2 separate regions of the Zea mays genome follow, and region 2 is linked to region 1. Evidence: chromatin contacts called from public Hi-C data. All regions are on one chromosome and are shown on one strand. The core of a region is the stretch at or near the end of the contact, and the rest is flanking DNA. Distances in the headings are between cores, read along the strand shown.

The links. Hi-C and Micro-C count contacts between places; a contact is called where the count stands out from the background.
Region 2: a contact with region 1 is called in a Hi-C map of tassel, with 4 times the contacts expected there. The contact joins the promoter of LOC103635604 here to the promoter of LOC103635602 in region 1. A contact is called at or near these places in 6 of 25 Hi-C or Micro-C datasets (bundle sheath, ear, endosperm and 3 more).

What each region holds. Positions count from the first base shown.
Region 1 is chr8:100,648,934-100,651,697 of Zm-B73-REFERENCE-NAM-5.0, reverse strand. LOC103635602 (protein TRANSPARENT TESTA 1) reads left to right here and starts at 1,347. Exons shown (of 2, transcript XM_008658016.2): 1 at 1,347-2,288. The coding sequence starts at 1,632.
Region 2 is chr8:100,878,671-100,881,624 of Zm-B73-REFERENCE-NAM-5.0, reverse strand. It overlaps LOC103635604 (cell division protein FtsZ homolog 2-1, chloroplastic), which reads right to left and starts at 1,406. Exons shown (of 8, transcript XM_008658017.3): 1 at 799-1,406.

The DNA of each region.
Region 1 (2,764 bases), core at 98-2,597:
TGACACGACAGCTGTCGGTGTCTAGTGTCCGACCGCACACCTAGGGATACCCTTGCAGTGCTTTTGGGTAGGACGGTGTTGTTGATTGTAGCTCGATGGTTCGTGCTAGGAGCACGAGAGAGAGAGGTGATTTTTTATAGGTTCAGGCTGCTTTGAGAGGCGTAATACCCTATTTCCTAGGGTGACTATGTATGCGTAGTGGGTTACAAGTGACGTCTCCTAAATGGAGAAGGGCCGATGAGATGAAAATGATGGGGTTCCCCCTAGGCCTTATATACACGACCATGAGACACTCCCTACATACATGGTGATCACATTCTTCTAGTATATCTCCTAACTAATAGCGAACCGACTTAGCTTATCTTAAGGAGAACCTGCCGAGTCCATCCTGGTCTATCCCTGACGTTCAAGGGCGCCGGGCGTGGGAAAGTCGGACGGTTCCTTGAGATTGCGCATAATCCACGGACGATCCGGGTACGGGCCCATCGCCTTCTTGAGTCGGCACATTTCACTTGCGGTCCTTTTTCCGGCCCAGTCAAGACGACCTTGTGGGACAACTGGTATGTGGCCCCCAAGCAAGGGTCTTTCACCTCCTAGTGGACTCGAGGGATATCTGTCCCCCACAGTACCCGACGCTGTACTCATCATATCAACCATATATCTTAGAAATCATAACTAATAGCAATAGGTTTATCAATCAAAACTAATTAATCAAAATCATACTACACAATATACGTAACAAACGAATCAGTGACATATTATACCTTCGTCTTTAATCTATACGGATCAAATCAAAGTTTTCAATCTCGAATACGAAGATTGCAGCACCTCTCGGTAGTATGGATGAAGAGGGAAATGAGGGTGGGAAATGGTCGGGCGTAGCTCTCGGCCAGGGAAGGATCAATTTATAGTGCTTTCTAGCTCGGCGTCAAGATCTGTGACGTGAAGCTAGGGTGTCATGTCGGCACCGCGTCAGTCATACCGTACCAACGCAACATGTATCTTAGCGACACGGTCTGTGATGCTGAGTAGAGGGTGTAAAAACGACATTAAGCCTTACGTGTGTCTAAACATCATTTTTTTAAAAAAAGGCTAAAATAAAAAAAAATCGCGCTAACTGGCTCCTGCTGGCCGTGTCTATCGTGCTCTAGGCATCACATACCGTCGGCACGCGACACCGATGCCCAGATTTCGCCGCTCTCACCGTTCACACGCGACAGCACGCTGCCTGCCTTGCTCACCTCGTGTCTTCGCGTGCGTGCGTCGACGACACCGGCCGCGTACGTAGTACCTGAGCCCTTCCAACCTTGAAAAGGCCGCGCGCGCACCGCACGCTCCAAAAGGGCGCCACCGCCATATAAGGAGAGCAACACCAACGGCGCACCAACCTCACCACTTCCATCTCCCTCTCGCCGGCCGGCCGGCCGCACACCCCTCGCCCGTTTCTTCCCGGCCGTGGCATGCACGCCTTGACATAGACGCCCCTCTCGTTCCTTCTTCTCCACACTACCAGTCACCAGACCCGGTACATACCCCAGGCCGCCCGCGGCTAAGACATAAAGCAGCGCACACTTGCGCCGCCGATCGAGGCATATCGTACAGGGCGACCGAGGGAGCAAACTGACCCGTCTATGGTGTTGAGGGCTTGCGCAATGGAGGGCACTTTCGGCGTGCCGTATTACGAGTGGCTCAAGCCGCGGTCCTCCTCTTCGACGCCGCCGCCATCGCCGTCGTCCTCGTCTACGTCCTCGACGACAGTCTCAGCACCATCGATCGACCAACTAGCCGCCGCCGCTGCCGATGTCGTCGTCCATGATGAGCGCGACGCCATGATGTGCTTGCCGCTTCTTGGCAGGCTTGAAGGGAGGGCGACGACTCGTGATCTTGGCCATAATCCGATCAAAGAAGAGGAGGCCGCCGGTGTTGACCTGAGCATCGGCCTGCCGGCGCCGGTAACTGGCGCCAGCGGCTACTGTTCTGAAGCGGCGCCTTCGTCGCCCGTGGACGAGGATGAGGATCTCGAGGAGGAAGAGGACGAGAAGGCAAGGAAACGTGACAGTGACGAGTGCAAGGTGGAAGGAGCAGGTGGAGAGCGATATCGCAGTGAGATGGTGGTGGTGTCCGGTGAGAGACCGGCCGATTACATGCGTGTGGGTGGGGAGGAGGGCATCGTCGGCAGCCGCGGCCGGCGGTACTGGATCCCGACTCCGGCGCAGATACTCGTCGGCCCGGTGCAGTTCATCTGCCATGTCTGCAGCAAGACTTTCAACAGATACAACAACATGCAGGTAACTTAGCTCATACATATATACCACCAATTTGGATTTTTAGTGCGCGGTTTTAATTGCCATCTCTCTCTCTTTTTTCTCAACACCCCCTTCCTCAATAATCAGAGTTATTTTCTGTTTCCAATTGTGTCGAATGCTTTCTCTTTTTTTCGCAAAAGGAAAGTTGCATGTGAAGGCTTCGCGTACAAGTGCTACTTGACTTCATTTAAATTAACCATTTGATTAATTAGTTAGCACTCTCAAGTGAGAGGGACAGAAAGTGCATTTAATTATGGTCACCAGTCCCCAGCTGCGCCTAAAAATTGAAGCATGTGGATCATGCATATTCCAAAGAAATTTGCACATGAGCTTTCCAATTGGGAAAGTAGCTATATGTTGCCTCGTCTTGCAGCGCGCGATCTGAAACATGCGATCGAGGTGGCCATAGGGCAAGCTGTGCTCGTAGAGTGTGTAATAAACTGAGCATGCATATGCAT
Region 2 (2,954 bases), core at 157-2,656, 230 kb before region 1:
CTCCCGTTCGACGAATGATAAATGTGTCTCCTCAAACATAAAATACATTAAAATACATGAGAATATATTAGAAAAGAAAGAGCGTGCGGTAAATGGCAGTATAATCAATTAGGTGATGTCTATAGTCCCATTTTGCAAAACAAATGTTATAAATGGTATTATTGTGAAGCATTATGTTTGAAGTCCTAAATATGCAATTGTCTCCTTTCCTAACTTGGTGGCGCTATCATTTAAGCAAGGGAGATAATTGGATTTTTGCCACTCACAATGTTGTCTCCTTGTTATAATTAACACTGTGTCTATGAATTGTGGGTCCAGCTGGGTCTATAAAATGTGGGTCTAATGGCAATTTTACAAACCTGTTTCTTGCTGATGGCAAATATCAGAATCTCTCTTTAGCAAGTGTTTGGTGTGGTTATAGTTCATACTGCATACTTTGAAATGAAATAATTTGAACGGAACGGACCAAACGAATGAACTAATAATACATTACAACAAAATGGAATTGAACTAACAACACATGACAGAGTCGAATCGAGGGTAAAATACACATAAATGGATCCGGAAAAATCCGCATGTTGTGAGGGCGTTATGATGGCCACCGAACCTTACACTAAAACACAGTGGGGTCGTACATTATTCTATTTAGAGAGGCTCGATAGGGGAACTACAGCAGGCAATCAAATATTTCAAGAATAACCCCAATCTCCACCAAAAAATTGTAGACATAGAGGTAAGGCCAGTATTTGGGAACGGGTCAAAATGGATTTATTACTGGTAAAAAGTCGCTTATTTTACCTGAACTGTTTCACTGGAAGAAGAGTGGGGGATGTGTGCGGCGCAGACGCAGGACACCGGAGAGACGCCGCCTATGGACGGCAAAGTCGGCAGATCCTCCCAGCGCTTTTATAGAGGAGACCAGATGGATTCTGAAGGTGGGAGATCCGGCCGCCAAGGTTTAGCGAACAGACGAAGGGTTTCCGCGCCCACCGCCCAGGGAGGGCAGGGACTCGGCGAGGTTTTCGGCGAGTAGACGATGCCAACGGGCGGAGCCAAGCCAAGCCAAGCCAACGACTCGGACACTCGGTGAGTTGGTGAGCGCTGGCTGAGTGGCCAAAGCCCAACGGCTGAACGGCGACACGAGGATTCCAATTTTGTCTTTTCTTAAAAAAGAAAAAGGAAAGGTTTAAAGGGAAAAAAAGGAAAAAAGTTGCGACTAGATGCCTGGAGCTCATGGGCCATAGAGCGGCCGAGTGAGCACAGTCCAACGCTCTGATAGGCCGTGCTTGGCTGGGCCTCACCTAGGGCGGGCGACTGTGCGAGTCACGTTGGCACGACATGATGGACTGGTATGTCACACCAACCTCGCCTCGCCTCACACTGGGGAACCGCAAGCACCCACCATTGTCCACAACTCCACATGTCTGACCGAATTTTTTGTTTTTTAGCCCCTTTCGAGTCAAAAATTTACGTTTGGACCCCCGAAAATTTTATTTGCACGTTTGGACCCGAAGCTCGGCGCCACAGCCTGTGGCGCCGAGGTAACACAGCTCGGCGCCACAGCTTGTGGCGCCGAGCTTCGTGACGTGGCAGTCCCGCGTGGCACCTAGCTCGGCGCCACAGATCTTGGCGCCGAGCTAGGAAAAAACCGAAAACTGCCTTCTCTCTGCGCGCGTTTCTTCTCTTTCTACCCATTCGAAATCACCGCCGCCGCCTTCCCCAGGTCCGGCTCGCCGGCGCCCGCCCGCCCCGGCCACGCTCCGGCTCGCCGCCGCGAGCCCCGCCCGAGTTCGCCCGAGCTCGCTCGCCGCCCGAGGTCCGCCCGAGCTCGAGCTCCGCCCGCCCCCGCCACGCTCCGGCCGCTCGAGCTCCACCCGAGCTCGCTAGCCGCCGCCCGCCCACTGCCGCCCCGAGCTCGCTCCCCACGCCGCCTAGTCCCCGCCCACTGCCGCCCCGAGCTCGCTCCCAACGATCGGCCACCGCCCGCTCCGGCCCCGGTAGCTCCCGCAAACACTGCTGTCTAGTATTTTTTTTTAATTTCTTAGTTTGTAAACTAGTAGTAATTAGTTAGGTATACACTTATTTATTGTTTAGTAAATAGTTAGATATTTTATTGTTAGTGTTTATTAAAATAGTTAGCTAGTTTGTTGCGTAGTATATTGTTAGTGTTTAGTAAATTCTTAGTGATTATATAGTTACCATTTTGTTTAGAGCATTGATATTACATGTTTTCTGTGTTGGCAACCATCGTGTTGTCGTTTATTCGCAGGTTCTATAAACATCACTTTACAAGGGAGGTGCTGCCAAATTTTTTACTGACAATTGGTATTTTTTTACGTAGGTGTTCGTCCGACTTGACCTTCTCCACCGTTAGCTGGAGTCGTACGCGTTCTCAGGTATACATAGTTTTCGTACATTATTTATAGATTATGTAATTTCGTTTGATGTGTTCATTTAATATTTACTGTATAGTTATTAGTTAATATATATTTATTACTTAGTAAGTTAGTAGGCTTAAGTATGTAGCCATTATTGAGTTAGTAATCCATTTTTGCAATAGATGGACAGCCTAGTAACACTATACCATGGAGGAAGGGTGGAGATAGATGCTTATGGGAGTGTTACTTTTGATGGTACGAAGATCGTGACCATGTTGTTCGTTGAAAGACCAACTTTTGACCAGCTTTTGGCTCGAGCTTGTGAGGAGATTAGTTGTGACATAAACGACCCTAGAATATCAATTCAGGGTTTGTTGTCCCATATTACATATGGAACAGTTGTCCGACGGTTGATCTCCATTACCTCAGAAGATGATTGGGTGATATATTTAAGAATTGTGAAGACGATGGTTCCACCATGTTTGGATGTGGTTGTTCAAAAGTTACCTGTTAGTCATTGCGGAGGTCCAGTCGGGTTGTCTCCACAAATGCCAAATGCATCTCGTATTGAAGCTC